Regions from separate parts of the Rattus norvegicus genome. Here all the other regions are linked to region 2. A link is a contact called in public Hi-C data. All regions are on one chromosome and are shown on one strand. Each heading gives the region's core, a stretch centred on a gene start, on an enhancer-like site or on the middle of the called end of the contact. The rest is flanking DNA. Distances are from core to core; before and after follow the strand shown.

Region 1 (4,638 bases), core at 528-3,027, 250 kb before region 2:
GTGCTGACCTCCTGTGCCCAATAAGAGCTGTAACACTGTTACCCAGGCTATGTAAGGGCTATCTATCTATATGTGTAGCTAAGGTCCGGCCACCTGAGGCCTGAGTGGGAGCTGGACCACTAGAGGGGCCACTTGCCGCTGCTCTCACCTGTCTGGGGCAGTACTAGCTGTCGCTGTTAAACACCTAGAGATACCAGACCTCCCAAAGAGGAGCACTTTAACAGAGGGAACGCTCCCAGAGGTCCAGGGTGTTTAGAGGTGCTTGGTGACATTCTACTTGCCGCTGAGAGGGGGAAGGGGCTGAGTTGCATGAGTAGGTTGGGGGCAGGGCTGCCAAGCTGCAAGTGCAGCAGCACAGAGCAGAGCTCACTGACATTTTTTTTTTAAAGATTTATTTTATTTATTCCATGTATGTAAGTACACTGTTGCTGTCTTCAGACACACCAGAAGAGGGCACCAGATCCCATTACAGATGGTTGTGAGCCACCATGTGGTTGCTGGGATTTGAACTCAGGACCTCTGGAAGAGCAGTCAGTGCTCTTAACCACTGAGCCATCTGTCCACCCCCTCACTGACATTTAATACGCAGCCTCTATCTGCTTCACAGCTGAGTGGCGCTAGGCAGTGAGATGGGGTCCTTGAGCCCACTCAGTCACAAGGAAGACACTCCATTCTCCCCACATTTAGGGTTTGTAGCTCAAGGCTTCTTTTATGGTTGAACAGGTCTTTAGGTGTTTGCTGAGTGATCCCTTTTGCCTTGGACAAGGTACCTCGAAACCAGGCAAGTGTTGGCAGTTGCTGCAGTGTTAGACAAAAGGAGGAACCTGGAACGATCAGGGCTGAAGGGCAGAGCCAGACTTGCAAGTATTCAACTGGAGAATGAAGGAACCTGCTGGAGAGACGACTCAGTAGTTCAGAGTACTTGTTACTCTTACAGGACAACCTTGGTTTGGTTCCCAGCACTACATAGGAGGCTGAGTGTGTCTGATGTCCTCTCTGGCCTCCATGGTCACCTGCTCACAGACAATACACACACACACACACACACACACACACACACACACACACACACACACAGAGAGAGAGAGAGAGAGAGAGAGAGAGAGAATAAAAATAAATTTAAAAAAAGGAATATTGTAAATTATATGAATTGAAGCAAGATGTAATGTTTTACTTGGGAAGCTGAGACACAGTAACTGCCTATGAATTCAGGGCCAGCTTGAGCTACAAAGTCAGACTGTCTCACCCTCCCCCCACCACCTCAGAATTTTGTTATTCTTTTCCTGGATGAAATAACTTCTCGATCACCACTCTCTCCCTATCTTTACTGACAGAAGTCATCCTCATTACCTCAGTTTACTAATCTGTAAAATAGAGAGAAAAAAAATGTTTCTGTTGAAGGATTTCTTGAAGGATCAAGTCGTAAGTGCACGGAGAGCTTGGTAACACAAAGGGCTCTTTGGACATGTATTGCCATTATAAATCGCAAGGCTAGTTTCCTCTCCCCTTACTGGGTGCTCCGACTGGCCCCTGTACCATGCTGCCCTCATGCACTCCATTTTTCTGCCTGCAACAAAGAGAGGAAGTGCGAGACTACTTACTGCTTGCCTCTCCAGTAGGAGGTTGAGCCAAGCTGGTTCTTCTCTCCACCTCTCCCGGCGCCCAGAACTACAACTCCCAGCGTCGCCCGCGGCGGCAGCAGAATCTACGCATGCGTTGAGCGCCGCCACGCCTGGTCTTAGGCGGTAGACTAGAGCGGGTCTCACTTAGTAGAGCGGGTAGACCTCGGAGCTCCTACCTCCCGCAGCGTCGCGGTCCCTAGTGAGCCGCAGCCGGCCAGTGCCATGATCCGACAAGACCTCTCCACATCCTACCAGGAGGTGCGGACAGGGCGGACGCGGAGGGCGGGTAGGGCGCCACGACCCCTGCGCAGGTGGATGATTGGCACTCCGTGGCGTGCGGGCTCTGCAGCAGGTGGAATCGCTGCGTGATGCGGGCCAGCGGGGATGATAAGGGATCCTGGCGTCTGGGTGTGGGGAAAGCGCGTAGCCAGCCGCTTCTCAGCGGCTCCTCGCCGCCCCCACGGCCCCACGACCCCCGCAGCCCTTTGTCTGTCGCCGGAGCCTCCGGCTTCCCCTCGCAGAGCCGCGCTGGCTCCGGGCCCCTTCTGCTCCTCTCGCTTGGGGCTGCCCTGGCCCTGCCCTGCCTGGGTGTCTTCCCGCGGCACTGCATCCTTAGCCGTCAGCCACTACTGTCCAGGTTTGCTTGAGGCCGTGCAGCCGTCCCATACCGTTAGACCTTGTCTAACCGGAGCAGCCCAAAACCAACAGCTCGTCTCGATGGCCGTCTCCACCCACGGAGGCCCTGGCCACACTGGAAACTCACTCCTTCCAAACGAGTTAGCAGCGTTCTGAACTCAGCGCCCTGGGGTCACCAGGATGCGGACAGCTCTTGCTTCTGCGGAGTTTTGGGGTACTAGTTTCAGAGGACCGCAACTTAGCAGAGCTTATAAGATAATGTATTGAAATGCAGGCTGCTGTCCTGTTCGTAGAGCAAGGCCACAAGTGGATTCAGGTGCTCACTGGAGTCGTGCTTAATGGTAGAAGGCTCTAGAGAGGCCCCGCCTCCCTTCGCTTTCAGGTCTGTTTTGAAGTCCCAAGAAGACTCCCTTTCTTGCCTGGGTTGTTTTGAGAGCGGACCTGACTGAGTTAGGTGTTTGCTGAGGTTCTGCCCCAGAAAGGAGCATTCTGAGAAGTTTATCCTGGGATAGGCAAAGGCCTGTGATGGCTGCTGAGTATCTGGAAGAGGATTGGAGGGACGGGGATTGCCACTGTACCTGGGACGGGGTGACTTGGCCAGGCTTGGCTTCTGAGAATCTCCAGTCTTCCTGGGACCACTGTCTCTCTAGAGTTTTGTTTGTTTGTTTGTTTTTAACAAATCATCTAGAGTAATTGTGAAAGATCTCTGAGGGCTGGGTGTTTGTAGCTGAGATAGTTCAGTACTTGTGCTAGGTTTACTAGGAGGTAGAGGCAGAAGGGTCAGGAATTCGAGGTCATTCTCCACTATAGTGAGTTTGAAATTAGCCTGGATTACATGAGACCCTGTCTCAGAGTGGGGGGAAAAGTACCTTTTAACTTGATGTGATCTCCCCAAGAGCCCCCTCCAAACTGACTTCACCTGCCTTCCTCCTAAAAGGACGGGACACTTATCCTGATCTTTGCTTTCTCAGCGGCAAAATTTCCCCCATCTGACAGGTCATGCAAGAACGCCGTGAGCTGAGGTTGCACTTGCCTGGTACCTGGCCATCTGTCACCTTCTGCTGTGCCATTTGCACCCACATCTGTGGGCTCTTTAGTCCCCATGGAGCTCTGACACCAGTTTTGCTGTTCTGGGTTTTTCTCTAAGCCACATTTCCTCTTCCTCTGGGAAGTGGCTAGGACCATGGGCTTTGGAATGAGACCAAGGTGGCGTGACTCCTATTTCATTAACTGACTCTCTCCTGGGAGATGTTGAAGGGTAACTCCAGTGCTTGTCCTGTGTGCAACTGGAAACAGAGTCACTTCGAGTGTATTGCACAATGACAAGGTTGTGCTGGGCCCTGAACTGAGCATTGGTGTCCTTAAAGGTACACCACCAAGGAGGTGCACACTGCAGGGGGCTTTGTTGAAAATGTAGGAAGGGATTAGACATCAGACACAGCTAGAGGTAGCCCTGAGAATGCCAGGGTGGTCACCAGAAGCTAGGAGACAGGCTGGGAATACGAGTCTCCCTCACAACTCAGCAAGCCAGACTAGCTAAGTCCTTTACTGTAGTTTCCCAGCATCCGGCTGTGAGAGAAGTCTGTGGAATTGGTCTCACACATCCTGTATCATGTGACCTTTGTGCATGTGTGACAATTATGTGGATGGCAGCTTCTGCTTTTTTAGCCTAGAGAAAAAGCAAGGCCGGTCCAGCTACACTGTTCACGCTTTCTCCCCTTCAGCTCAGTGAAGAGTTGGAGCAGGTGGTTGAGAACTCGGAGCAGGCAGATGAACGGGACAAGGAGCTGGTCCAAGTTCAAGGTCCAGGTGTTGTGCCAGGTGAGTGGGTTTGGGGTACTGGAGACTGGCTGTGTGCTGCTTGCTACGGCTGGAGGCCCAGTCCAGGCACCTTGCCAACCGAGGGAGGGACATCTCTCCTTCACGCTTGTACCCTGGCATTGGGTCTCAAGGTCTGCCCCACTAGTAAAGCTCTCCATATTTAATCAGCCTCCAGCTGGAAGATGTGCCTTTTCAAGGTCTGCATTCTTGATAGTTTGTAACCAGTTCCTGAAGCCAGGCCATTCTTTTTCCCTGAGGAGGTGCTGGCCAGCCTGTCTCTAATGTGCTGATCTTGTCTCGGAGCCCTGTGGGAGAAAAGCTCTTGTCAGCAGGCCTCTCCAGCACTGCTGCCTGGTGGGTGGGCTTACCGAGGCTGGTTCCCTGCTTCATGCTCTACTCAGGCTCACGCTTCAGCGGGCTTCCTTGAGCTGGGCGTATGTGTCCTACATGTCCATCTGCCCAGCCGGTACCGCTTTTGCTGTTCTATTCCTGTTTTTGGAATCCTCAACCCCGTTTTTAAAAAGACTTTTTTTTTTTAAATTTCCGTATGTGTGTCTGT
Region 2 (4,572 bases), core at 1,832-4,331:
AACAAAAGGCTACATGTAAATGCATGTGTATAATGTGGGATTTTAAGTCCATTCAAAGAAGAATCACATAAGTAAAAACTGAAGATACAATTTGCTTTGGATATTTTCACAATTAAGCTAATTCCTTAACTCTGCCTCTCTACCTCAACTAATATTCAGACTGATAAACAGCATTTAAAGTGACTCATTGAGCAAGGCCTACTAAGTCCATTATTTCTGCATCTCCCCATAATTCACTTTTGGATCTTTATGAATATGAACCTGTAGTATTCCCCAGACCCCAACACTCATCTGGAAAAGTCCATTCTTTCCTCAATACACAGCTAAAGGCCCACACTTACAAGAAATATACAACAAGGCTTTGCATTTTCAGAGGATCAACACCATATCAATTCAACAGCTTCCACATATTATTTCCAAAGCTGTTGTCTGTCCCTTTCCTATCAGCTGCTTCACTTCCTTTCTATCTCACAAAAGGAAGGTGTCCTTCCATCCCCATCTTATACCTTGCACTGTCAAAAGGTGAGCTACTATGTGTCCATTACAAACATTTAAAAAAGATAAAACTAGTGAGGTCCTAACTATGAGACAATTTGAGATCATAAGGCGCACCAGATACCTAAGTCTATTTCTTTAAAAGATGCACTTTCAATAAAAATTTTGCTTTTTGCTTAAAACATAAGTCACTTGGTTTTTACCCATTATCCACTATGAATTAACTATGGTTATAATTTATCGGGTATTAAAACCAAAGAAAATAGCACTTTATATGCTTTTTGATGTAGCATGCTGGAGTGGTAAGAACTTTTAAATTACAATAGGATAAATTTGGGGGAGAAATAAGGTAGGAATATTCAGAAGAAAAAGCAACCGTACAAAACAGCTGAAGCATTTGCTCACCTTTGAAAAGCAGAAACCACAACTCCCAAGTTGGTATAATTGGGTATGTAAAAGGTTAAGGTATATTTTTGCATGTTTAAAGCTTACACTAAAAACTTTTAGATATGGATTTAAAAATTCTCAAGAGTAAGTAATTATATTCTATTTTACAAACATCAGCAGAGAAAGGAAACTAAAAGCACATTTTGGAGGCATATTATAATCCAGGGAGTAAAGTATCAGATTCCAGTCTGGGGAAAAGGAATACAGAAAATGGAAGAATCAGTTTGTGGTAAAGAGGCAGAGTCAGTGGGGACGAAGGAGATAGATTCAAGCAAGCTTAGGGGAATTTTTTTGAAAAGGTCATAATGAGGACTATGGAGTCTTTGAGTGACTCTCAGTTTTTAGCTGGGATACCAGTTTAATAATGTCAGTCCCCAAAGTAGGTAACAAATTTTGGGGAAATGCCAACTCAGTTTGGGGCTTCAAAATGTAAGATGCTTGTGTGCCTGTCTAGATTAAGATCAACACACACAGCTTTTACAGAAACTAATCCAAAATATAGGGACTGGAATAATGTGAGCACAGTGGATCCTTACTTAAGGCTATAATCATCCAAGCAAGTGGGCACAGCAACCCAGGAGGGGAAAAAGAAAGGAGACACACAGATTTCAGGAGGTAACAATAAAGGAATTCCAATGCCTATCACTGAACCAGTATCTGTAAACAGGAACGACAGGCTGAAAAGTGGATAGATAGAAAATATGTCACATAGGAAAAGAAGGTGGAGTTGAAACTCAGATGCTGTAACTCCAAAGACCACTCACAAGCATTGTGCAGGGCGGCCATTCCTAACACAGGGGGAGTTTTGTAAAGTTCTAGGAGAGAAATGAGCAAGCAGAATGTTAACTACAAGAGTATCCAAGGAGGAGTAAGAATACAAAGTTTTTGATCCGAGCAGGACCTCAAGGAGCTTTTCCTCTTCTCAACATTATTAGGCCCACTCTTCAAAGTCTTAGTTTAATCACACATAAACCCAATCGCATTGCCAATGTTTCTGTAAAGCTGCCCAAGAGAACTGTAGGAAATGAGTTGGCCTTCTATATGCTAACAGGAGAATATGGCTGAATTCCACCGTGCAGAGAAAAACGAATTTAATCCTGTTTCTGGAAATACCTAGGCATCAAAACACATTTGAAACAATACCTTTCCATCTATTACCCGTGGTCGCCTCGTGGGGGTAGCTATGGGCATCTTTTAGTCTGTATTTTAGAACTTTTCAGAACCTGCAGAGATGGGGGAGGGGGCTTTGGCGCCGAAAAAGCAAGATTTAAGCGACTTCTCTGCCTGACTGAGTTCCTCAACTGCGGGCCACGCGCGCTAGTGCACGACAACGAACTTGCAGGGATCGCTAAGGTTCTGCAAAGATCGTACATCGCCTGTGCCAGTGCGTCCCCCATCCCCGACACACACCAGCCAGCTAACTCTAGTTAACGCGCGATATTGACGTAAGCAGCCAGGGGCCCGGGGCGCCAGTTAACGTCCTAACTTCGGCCTCCGTTCCGAACTAAAAAGCTCGGTTACGGTGAAGAGTGTCCTTCCAGAAGGAACCCGAGTACGAGGTTCTTCGGCGGTCCTCACTCGCCCGGATTCGCTCCTGCCGCGGGAGAACTCGAGGCCCGGAGTCGGCAGCGATCCAAGGTGGAGCGCCTGGGGGGAGGTGGTTCCCGCCACGGCCGTTGGGACCGTTACTCACCGTTCCTCAGGACGCCGAGCTGCGGCTGGCGGAGCACCGAGTTGAAGAGCATTTCGTCCTGAGGAGAAGACTCAGCTGAGGAGAACGCCGAGGAGATCGCCCCCAAGTTCCGCCGGAGCCTCCGCTTGCGCCCTCCACAGCGCGACACGGTTTTGCCTCCAACTCCCGCCACTGCGAGCCCCGGCCGCCAAACTCCGCGCCAAACTGACGTCATGCTCTCTGATTGGCTCTCGTCGCAGCGTTCTGGAGCCTCGGAGGCTCGGCCCCATTCTAAGCCCCGCCTTCCTCTCGCTCAGCCGCGGGAACCCAGGGTTCACAAACCCCCTGAGCGCCTGCGCGGGGGGGGCCACAGAAGCGCGGGCGAACCGCCGGGCGGCCCGGGCGCATGCGTACACTGCCTGACAGCTCACGGAGGGAAAAATCCGCGAGACCGCGGCGGGAGAAGATGGCGGTGCAGGGGAAGAGTTTGCAATCTTTGTGACTAGGCGAGTCCGGTAACTATAAGGATCATGGCGTCAAACTCAACCAAGTCTTTCCTGGCCGATGCCGGCTATGGCGAACAGGAGCTGGACGCTAACTCCGCTCTTATGGAACTGGACAAAGGTACGGAAGGAGGGGAACGGGAGAGGCATCTGGGGGGAGTGGCGCCACCTTGTGGCGGCAGCTAGAGGAGCTAGGAAGGCGCATGCGCCGATGTATGGGGCGGGAAGCGCCGCTGTCTTGGATCCTGCGTTTGGGCGCTTGCTGTGCTGTTGGAGTGGCCTTGCACAGCGGGAGCAGAGGACTGCGCTAGCGAGTACGCCTTTGACCACTTGGGGTTACAGTCTCAGATTTCCCATACAGTAAATGAGACAATTCCTAAAAATCCTGAAGTCGGAGATTATATTTTAAAACGTTCAGTGCAGGTGAAACCTTCATCAAGAGAGCCATATGGTTTCCTGAGCGTTTTATAGCGATTTGTCTTGTGAGACTTCGAATGGCGCGTTCTATAACAGGTTCCATAAGGATGAGAACATGGTTCCATAAGGAAGAGCATGGCTGAACGCGCGCATTCTCTGCAGACAAGTTCCACGAGTTAGCGTCCCTTGTGCAGGTAGCCAAGAGAAATGACTTTAGGGTTAGGAGTTGAATTCCAGTTCTACGAAAGCGATTATGGGAAGCGACGTTATCAACTAGCCTGATTTGTCTGCAAAGTGGGCAATTTAAATGGCAGTGATATGCAAAAAGATGCATCTATTAAATGCTGAAGAGATACTCCTTTGTCTCCGGGTGGATAAGTCGCTAGGCAAGGACAGATAGTTATCTGTAAAGAAGTCCTGTGTTAATGTGAGACGTTTGTTTCTGTGTACTTCCAAGGTTTTTACCCCATAGACAATTCTTGGTTACCTGCAGCCAGTGTATAGCCTGTAGAGAATGGGACTAGAAACTAAGGATCTGCCTGCAAATTCACTTTAGTCCCTTTGACTTGAACATGCGTATTGCCTTTTAGGGATTTAAACAACAACAAAAAGTTAATGTTTGTATTGGGTTGTTTATTGATAGGTTATTTCTCCGATGTCGGTGAAATGAGCCTCCGATGTCGGTGAAATGAGCCAATTTAAGCCAGGTTAGATTGTATTAAAGGCATGTTTATTGGTAAGCTATTCTGGAGTGGGTGAGTTCACTGGCCCCAAGGACCAAGGCCTGGCAAGTCACCCTGAGAAAGGGGAGAGGGGTTAGGGAAGGGAAACAGAAAAGAGAAAGGGGTGATGTGTACATAGGAAGAGAAAAAGACCAAACTGTCTGATTTCTATTGGGAGGAGACTCTGAGGGACCAAACTGTCTGATTTCTATTGGGAGGAGACTCTGAGGGAAAGGGCGTCCAGCCCCTGGGCTGGAAGGTTCAAGGTTGGAGTCAGGGTGTGCTGGGAGAACCTGGTGGTCAGGTTGGCTTTGGT
Region 3 (4,274 bases), core at 1,227-3,726, 180 kb before region 2:
CTGCGAAAATAAACTGAAAAGGTTGGATTGTTTTGTTAATCCTTACTCACTGTCTGCTTTTAAGAAAACGACTTGGCACCCTTCCAGTTTAGATCCATGTGGACAAAGTATAAAGCAAGCAGGTTGGCTGATATAAAATACGTGAAAGATCTTGGATGCCCACAGATATCTGAATCACTCCACCGTAAGATTGTATTTCAGAGCAGTAAGAGAAATTCTCTCTCATACGAAAGGGTTTTCTGCTGTTGTTTTTGTTAAGCCCACAAATGGGGGAAAATACTACTGACAGAAAAAGCTCACCACACGGTGGTATCAAGGGCACTGCCAAAGTACCAAGTAAAACAACTAAATTAAAAAAAAAAAAAAAAAAAACAACAAAAACCAAACCAAACCAACCAAACAACCAAACAAAAAACCCAAAACACTTTTCAAGCCTTTTGACAACTGAATTTAAAGCTGTTTTTCCTACTGAGGGTTTTATTTTCAAGTAAAACGTTGTACTTCCTCAATTGAATCTGCACCAGCTTATCATGAATAGTACCTTATGAGGAACACTATACATGCAAATGCCTGAAATTAACCTAGGGTTTCAATTTTTTTTTTTTTTTAACTACCGACCAAATTCTATACCTGAAAACATTGGCCATACCTGCTACATCTTCAATCAAATATCATGTAACTTTGAATCTGATTACTGATCTGTGAATTTGCCAGTCTTAAAGGCAAAATCTATCACAGAGGCATCTCTTGAGACTAACCAGATGTTCAAAATTCAATTATTAGATCAGAGGAACTAAGAAGTACAACACTAAGAAGAAAACCACGTTAGCAAATTAAATACATATGAAAAAATGCTAGTATCGAGACTTTTGAACTAAAATTAACACGATAAACTAATTAAAACCAATCAAAGAATAAAATAACTTTTTAATTTAAGTATAAAAGCTTAAACCTCTGAATAGCAATTCACTATCCTAATAGGTAGGACAGGGTTACTTTTCGGCTCTGGCTGCACTCCACTGACTGTGCTGTATCAGTTTGAACAATTCTGGCATGTTAAAGGGCAATCAATCAACAAACGAGACAGCACACACCAAACATAAACTATTTTCCAAAGTCCGTGTGAGTCTACCCTGTGGTACGTCCTTGATTCAGAAGCACCCCTAGAGGCAGATGTAGAGTCTAAATGGGGTTCCAAGCTCTTGCTGGTCAACTGTTGATTTGATCTAGGGTTTTCTTTACACTCCTTGCCAAACTAAGTGAGGATTCATAGACTCAAAGACAAATCACAACCAGATTGGCCTTGAAAGGGATGCTGGATCTTTGTCAAACGAATTGAAAAATCTGCTGATCATTTATCTATTTTGGCATGAGTCTTTAATTTCTTGGCCTTGTAAATCATTCTCTAGGTTTCTATCAGGTTACAAGAATTTCTTAAATATCTAGGAACGTGATTATCGTTTCCACTAATGACATCTAGCTCATAAAAGGCAAGGATGTGAAATTAGTAAATCAAAAGATAGTAATTCTCAAAGAATAAGCCAGAACCAGTAAACAACTCGTGAAAAGTCCCCAAACGTGGTGGGAAAAGTAAGTAAGCCAAAAGGGGTGCCAAGCATTCCTGCGAGGCATTAGGCACGGATACCAATTTGAATTTACTTACAAAACCTTACAAAAGTCCTTGGAAGCACAGCCGTGCGAACCAAGTTCCCGTTGCACTACAAAGAAACACGATTCCTTCATAACCTCTCCAAAGACAATCGAGGTCTTCTATGAAATAACATTTACGTCTAACGAGACTGTAAGGTGTCACTTGGTCCCGGTTTCAAGCTAGTTCTGTATAGCTAAACCTACAGGCCAGCTAACTCGGCAGCAGTTTGTTCGGACCCTGGATGTGGCGACTGAGGGACAAGTAGAGAAAGTGATGAACTAGCTAAGCGTGGAGAAAACCAGAGCCGAGGCTCAGCGGAGTAGGGAGTAGGGGGACTGGACGACGAAAGGGAACGCAGGTACCTGGCGACCCTGGAGTCGCCAAGGCAGGGCAGGTGGGGCAAGCGCGCAGGTGGGAAGGGGAGTGGGGCTTGCTCCGGGAGCGCGGAGCAGGGGCAGCTGGGGTTACCTTTGAGCTGGGGCAGGGGGTGCAGCTCCGCCTGGCTGCCCTGGCTGCGGAACTGCGACGAGCCCTGAGAGCGCTTCTGCCTCTGCGCCTTGCGCACCGATTTCCGGGTGAAGCCGTCCACTTTCTCCGAGGCCGAGATGGCGGCGCAGGCAACTGGTGCGGGCGGCGACGGCGACGACATCTCGGCGACCCGGGCGCTCGGCGCCTGCCGAGGCGACTGGCCCGGGAAATCGGCGGGGCACGGGGACGGGCACGGCGAGCCTGCGCCCCTGCGTCCCGGGCCCCGGCCGCGCCGCCCTCGCGCTCCGCAAGCTGCTCCTCACCCGACAGCGCCTCACAGCCGCATCCCCGCGCCGCGAGGCCACCTCCCGGGGCTGGCGGAGGGGAGGGCGGGGGCGCGCGGGCCGCACAAGTTGCTGACGCCCGGCGCCGAGGGCGGGCGGAGGCGAGCCCGAAGTTTGGACGGCTGGGGAGAGCGCGCGGGTGCGGACGCCGGGCGCGCCTCGCGGCCCCTTGGCGCGCCGAGCCCGGGCAGATCCTCAGCGGCTGCTGCCCGCGCCGTCCGCCCGGCCGGGAGCCTCCTCCCGGGGCGCTTCCATCGCGGGTCCGCGCGAGCTGCCGCCGAGCTCTCGTTCTCCTGTCAGCGCTGGCCCCTCATCGCCCGGGGCGGCCACCCGCGCCCCGATCTTTGGAGAGTCGCCCTCGCTCAGCCTCCCGCGCCCACCGGCCGCCCACGGAGCACGCCCGGGGTAGCAACTGCTACAACTTGAGAGGGTGGCTGGTACGGGCGAGGGGGGACTCCGTGCGCGTGCGTGCGCGCTCCCGCGGCCCGGGGGAGGTCCTCGCGGGGGGTGGAGGGAGGAGTTTGACTGACAACTTCCGCGGGGTCCCACTAGCCTCCCGAGTCTCCGGAGGGGGCCGGGGCGGGAAAGCATGCCAGTTCCCTCGACCAATCGCAGAGCTAAGCGGCAGACGGGGAGGGGGCGTGGCCTCCCGGATGTCTATCAAGAGTCCATAGCTGGGTGGGAAGGAGGGAGGGGGCTATGTGACAGACGCGGGCCACAACCAATCGCAAGTGAAGTCAGTGAGCGGGGTGCCTTGTGCGTCACAACTGTAAAGGAGAGCTCTCAGGAGGGAGAAAGGGGAAACGCGGCGCCGCGGTCGGCTTCCGTGTACTCTGGCGCTACGCTTCAACTCTAATTGTCCTCCAGACAGCGAGTGAGAGGGAAACTACACAGTCAGCTCAAAAAGCAGAAGAGTGTCCCCCCCTTCTCTCTGCGTCCTGGGGACCAATGAGGACCTAAAGCGAGGGCCGGGGCGCCCAAGAACGCCAGGCATTGCGTCAGTGGAGCGGGGGCGGGGCCGAGGTCGTGTCAGAGCGGAGTGATTGACAGGCCAAAGAGCCCGGGGAGAGGAATGAGCTTGTCCAATCGGAGCGCGGTGCTAGGCTCCTGGGCGGGCCTTCGTTCTCTCTGGTCCTAAACCGCGTAATTGGTGGTTGGGGAATCCATTTGTAGCTCCCAAGGTCTCGGCGCCGCGGTTCACTGAGCGCTGATCTCGCGTGGGGTTTGGGCAAGCTCGTTTCTACCACTTCAGAGAACTCTGCAAGTCTACTCCCTCTGAAAAGAAGTTTCCCGTCTCGAACTTAGCCCAAGTTTAGCCTTCAGTCATCTGTAGCCAAGTTCAGATTAGCTGATTTGGGGTTTTGGGATCTCTTCCTAGGAGATTCCGTCTAAGTTTTATATTTAAAGCCAAGGACTGCTCATGTTAGCTTTGGGCATCCGTATGAGCTTCAACAGTAAGTGATCTCCCCTCTCCAATAGTCTCTGCAGTCTCTCCTGCAAGTCTTACACCTTTTCCTTTTGACATAAAAACTGAGGTGAAGTAGACTGGCCTGATGTTCGAGGAGGATCGAGAAGTATGCAAAAGTAGAGTTCTAGACCCACACTCGAAACATTCCCTTAGCTAAATTATATAGCCAACCTAGGTGTACAACAGAGGAATGCAAAAGGAAATATGATGTGTATACAGAATTTTCCCACCATAAAGAGCAAAATTATATCATTTGTAAGAAAAGAGGCCCAACCGGAGATAATCATATTAGGCTGATTAAGCCAGTCTCAAAAACATAAAAACATCTTGTTTCCTCTTGTTT
Region 4 (4,512 bases), core at 1,236-3,735, 250 kb after region 2:
GTTCCAGGGCAGCCAGGGCTACACAAGAGAAACCCTGTCACGAAAACAAACAAACAAAAAACAAAAAAGGAAGGAGGAAGAGATAAACAAATGTGGCGCTTAGCTGGGTTTTTCTTTTTTCTGCAGTCCAAGACTGTGGTGGTTTGAATGAGAATGGTCCCCAGAGGCTCATATACTTGAATGCTTGGTCCCTACTTGGTAGAACCATTTGGGAAGTATTGGGAAGTGTAGCCTTGTTGGAGGTGTGCCACTAACTAAGGGTGGGCTTTGAGGTTTTAAAAGTCCATGCTAGACGCAGTCTCCCTCTCCCCCTCTCTCTCTCTCTCTGTGTGTCCTATGGTTGACATCTCAACCTGTAAGCTCTCAGCTACTGCCCCAGTGCTAAGCATGCCTGCTGGCCACCATGTTCCCTGACATGATGACAATGGACTCCATCTCTGACACTGTAAGGCCCCAATTTCAATGCTTTCTTTTGTAAGTTGGCTTGGTCATAGCGTTTCTTCACAGCAACAGAAAAGAAACCAAGCAAGGACCTAAGAATGTTGTTGCCCACATTTAGAATATGTCTTCTCCATTCAATTAATTTAACATAAACCCTCACATACATGCTCAGAGGCTAACCTAACCTACACCGTCTCTACAGGTGTGTCCAAAGGCTTGACCCCTAGGTGATGCTACAGCCTGTCAAGTTGACAATCAACAGTAACCGTGATGGGGTAAGGCGTGAAGTAGGGATCCAAGTGGAATTTCTGACAAATGGAATAGCAGTTATCAAGTTAGTTTTGAGAAGCTCAGAAAGTGTGTTGGGTTTGGAGCAAAGAGTTCTTTGTCCAGAAAGGAAATGAAGGGTTGGGTATGAAGCAGGCTAGCCAACGACCTCAACAGGAGTGTCAGTGCACACGTACACACACGTACACCACACATCACAGACAACACGCAACACACACACACACAACATACCACAACATATCTCACTCTACACAGCATAAACATCACATACCACATACACATATATACATACAACATACCACATATATTACATATAACACATACCACATATAAACACATCACATACATCATATACAACACACACCACATACAACATACCACACATACAAACATAACACACATATCACATACAGCACTCTACATATCATAAACACCATCACACCACATACCACACATAATGTATACCGCACGCACCATATAAATGACCTCAGCCATTTGTAGCTCCTTATATAATTTCTGAGATCTAAATTAATCCTACTCCTTTGAGGTGAGACAATGTCCTTGAATGTTAATTTAAAAGTTCTCCTGGCTGGCAATCCAATTAGCTTATACTAAATTCAGTACACGAAATAAATTCTTTATTTTTAACATAAGGAAGTTTCTAATTCTTATTAATAGGACATTGGGTTCTTTTTCAATCACACCATGAACAGATATTTTAAGAACAATGACCCAATTATGCAACAGATTATTAGCTTTCTGGTAATGCACGCTATCCTCTAGCTGCCCCGGATGGAGACCTTTAGCTCCCCTTTCCCAAGTCAAAGCAGGGCTGGCTGTGTGAGCTGAAGTCAGTAAACTGCATTCAGCTCCCCTGATAGGCTATTTGGGAACACTTCTTTTCCTAACACACTTTTTTTGGTAGATGTCTTAGAAGTAAAATTTGACAGTGTGGTGACCACTGTGTTCTGGATGCTTCCATACTTGATCCCTGAGCTTTGGATACGTTTCTATGTGACAGGTCTCTCAGTTCAATGTTCAGAGATATAGACTGTGCTAACTGTGCCCAGAAAACACATGCCAACTCTCTGTCTCTGTGGGTCTCTGTCTCTCTGTCTGTCTCTCTGTCTCTGTCTCTGTCTCTGTCTCTCTCTCTCTCTCGGCCGGGGGTGTCTTTCTCGCGGGTGGGGGTAAGGCAGGGCCCATCTACAAAGCTCTAGCTTCCTTCAAGTTACTAAGTAGACCAGGCTGGCCTCCAGCTCACAGAAATCTGCCTGCCCGCACCACCATGCCGGGCTGGAACAAGGATTCCTGCTCTCTAAGTGTGAGGAATGTAAAGTGCTCGGTGCACTCACTGTGTCCCTCACAGTACCACAACACGTACCGGTTTACGTTCAGGGGCTGCGGGCACATGAGTCGGAAAAGGCTGGGGGGTCAAAGTGGAAAGGTCAAAAGGCCAGCGTCTCCAGTCTGAGATCTTTGGACCTCCGTTACCACAGCGACCTCAGCGGAGGAATGGAATTACCGAAGCCCCAACAGGCTTTGCGCGGTCCCAGGTCCCTGGGGTTTTCGACGCCGCGCGAACTCCGTAGAGCAGCTCACTAACGCAGACACCAACGCCGACGCGGTTGCCTAGCGACACGCATTTTCCCAAGATGCCTAGCAGTGTTGTGTTTTCTCAGCCAATCAGAGCTGAGATGCACCTTCACTGTGGACCAATAGGAGGCGAGGCCGCAGCCCGCGACGGTTGACCGGGCGGCCGGTTGCTCCGCTCCGACAAGCAGACTAGGGTCCCCGGGGTCGGCGCTGTTGGCGTGCGGCGGGCGAGCCTGGACTCCGAGCGGCGCGGTAGTGTGGTTGCCGGGGTGGCCGCTCGTCATGCCGTCCCGGGTGGAGGACTACGAGGTGCTGCACAGCATCGGCACCGGCTCCTACGGCCGCTGTCAGAAGATTCGGAGGAAGAGCGACGGCAAGGTGAGGCGCCGGGCAGCCCTTCCATGGCGGGCTTAGGGAGGGACAAGCGTCGCCTACGCTGGGAAGGGGCAGGGCGGCCACCTGAACTCTTCGTGGAGGATCGGATTGTAGCCTCCAGGGAAGGGAAGGGTAGGGTTCGTGGGCTGGCCGCCACGGCTGGGAACCCCTGGAGGCGCGAATCCGCGGCGGGCCGAGAGCCGAGCTCACGTGCTCTGCATTCCCGCTGCGCCCTAGGCCTTCCAGGACTCTAGCGTAGGGGATGGTGCCGCCCACATTTAGGGTGGGTCTTCCCAGTAAATTAACCCGGTCTGGACTCCCTCGCTGACACACCTGCATGGAGTTTCCGGAGACCCGGGAACGTGCCACATAGTGTTAAGTTTTTCAGCTTGGAAATTTCATCCTTTGTCTCCGAGGACAATAGAGCCTCACACCTTGAGAATGTTGTGTTTCAGATCCTGGTGTGGAAAGAACTTGACTATGGCTCCATGACAGAGGTGGAGAAACAAATGCTTGTGTCTGAAGTGAACTTGCTTCGTGAGCTGAAACATCCAAACATCGTCCGTTACTACGATCGTATTATCGACAGAACCAACACAACCCTATACATTGTCATGGAGTACTGTGAGGGCGGGGACCTGGCTAGTGTCATTACAAAGGGGACCAAGGATAGGTAAGCTGAACGGGTCTAGTTTGGTGGTCGTTAAGTACAGTCTGTCGAGAACAGGGGCAGAATCCTTAATAATGTGGTAGAATGTTTCTGTGCTTGTTTGGTGGCTGCATGATAGGTTGGAAAGTCCTTAGCAAATCAGTTCCCACAGTTCATGCCAAAGATAATTTACTTCTGTGTTTGTACACTTTAAATGATTTGTCCGGTATTGAAGATGATTTCATTCAGGATTGTGAACTGTGTGATTGCTTTTGCTCCAGACAATACTTAGAGGAAGAGTTTGTCCTTCGAGTGATGACTCAGTTGACACTGGCCCTGAAAGAGTGTCACAGAAGGAGCGATGGTGGCCACACTGTACTTCACCGGGACCTAAAGCCAGCCAATGTCTTCCTGGACAGCAAGCACAATGTCAAGCTTGGGGACTTTGGGCTAGCTAGAATATTGAATCACGACACAAGTTTTGCAAAGACGTTTGTTGGCACACCCTATTACATGTCTCCTGTGAGTATTTTAGAATTTAACTTTTTTTTTTCCCCTTGAGACAGGGTTTCTTTCTCTGTGTAGCCCTGGCTATCCTGGAACTCACTTTGTAGATCAGACTGGCCTTGAACTCAAAGTGATCCTCCTGCCTCTGCCACCCAAGTGCTGGAATTAAAGGTGTGAACTACCACATCTGAATTTAACTTTTTAGTATCTTAAGTGGAGCATTTAGATGTAAAGAAACGAGGCTTGGGTTGCTAAATAGCCCAGGATTCACAGTACAGTTTAAGTTTTGAGTTTTTACTTTATTCCCCTGATATTGGGGACTGAACCTAGGCCTTCAGACATTTGAGGCGAGCGCTATGCCATTGAGTTATAGTCCAAGTTCTTTTTATATATAATACATATTTGTTAAATGTTATTATTTATGTATACATAATATGTGTGTCTTGTGAGTGAATGGTGTGTGTGTGTGTGTGTGTGTGTGTGTGTGTGTGTGTGTGTGTACGATGGAGGCCGGAGGAGGGACTGGACTCACCCATTCCACACATTCAGACCAGAGTTTCAGGCAACTGTGCTGACCAGATACTAGAAATTGAACTCCAGTCTTATGGAAGAGCATCAAGTGCTTAACCACTGAGCTCTCTAACCCCACTTAGATT

What was found. A called contact is a pair of places that touch in the nucleus more often than the background predicts.
Region 1: a Hi-C map of liver shows a contact between it and region 2, with 2.0 times the contacts expected there. The contact joins the promoter of Pacc1 here to the promoter of Ints7 in region 2. A contact is called at or near these places in 11 of 12 Hi-C or Micro-C datasets (the A7r5 cell line, Schwann cells, frontal cortex and 6 more) and 1 of 1 datasets of contacts at active chromatin or transcription factors (oligodendrocytes).
Region 3: a Hi-C map of liver shows a contact between it and region 2, with 6 times the contacts expected there. The contact joins the promoter of Ppp2r5a here to the promoter of Ints7 in region 2. A contact is called at or near these places in 9 of 12 Hi-C or Micro-C datasets (Schwann cells, frontal cortex, hepatocytes and 5 more) and 1 of 1 datasets of contacts at active chromatin or transcription factors (oligodendrocytes).
Region 4: a contact with region 2 is called in a Hi-C map of prefrontal cortex, with 3 times the contacts expected there. The contact joins the promoter of Nek2 here to the promoter of Ints7 in region 2. A contact is called at or near these places in 7 of 12 Hi-C or Micro-C datasets (the A7r5 cell line, Schwann cells, frontal cortex and 4 more) and 1 of 1 datasets of contacts at active chromatin or transcription factors (oligodendrocytes).

What each region holds. Positions count from the first base shown.
Region 1 is chr13:105,434,054-105,438,691 of GRCr8, forward strand. Pacc1 (proton activated chloride channel 1) reads left to right here and starts at 1,778. Exons shown (of 8, transcript NM_001007679.1): 1 at 1,778-1,880; 2 at 3,983-4,079. The coding sequence starts at 1,845. LOC134481545 (a long non-coding RNA gene) reads right to left here and starts at 1,748. Exons shown (of 2, transcript XR_010057149.1): 1 at 1,602-1,748; 2 at 376-1,013.
Region 2 is chr13:105,683,127-105,687,698 of GRCr8, forward strand. It overlaps Ints7 (integrator complex subunit 7), which reads left to right and starts at 3,082. Exons shown (of 20, transcript NM_001191675.1): 1 at 3,082-3,238. The coding sequence starts at 3,145. Dtl (denticleless E3 ubiquitin protein ligase homolog) reads right to left here and starts at 2,795. Exons shown (of 15, transcript NM_001427431.1): 1 at 2,636-2,795. The coding sequence starts at 2,687.
Region 3 is chr13:105,504,291-105,508,564 of GRCr8, forward strand. It overlaps Ppp2r5a (protein phosphatase 2, regulatory subunit B', alpha), which reads right to left and starts at 2,477. Exons shown (of 13, transcript NM_001107891.1): 1 at 2,120-2,477. The coding sequence starts at 2,300.
Region 4 is chr13:105,934,324-105,938,835 of GRCr8, forward strand. Nek2 (NIMA-related kinase 2) reads left to right here and starts at 2,486. Exons shown (of 8, transcript NM_053691.2): 1 at 2,486-2,703; 2 at 3,156-3,373; 3 at 3,631-3,871. The coding sequence starts at 2,608. LOC120096356 (a long non-coding RNA gene) reads right to left here and starts at 2,250. Exons shown (of 3, transcript XR_005492767.2): 1 at 2,114-2,250.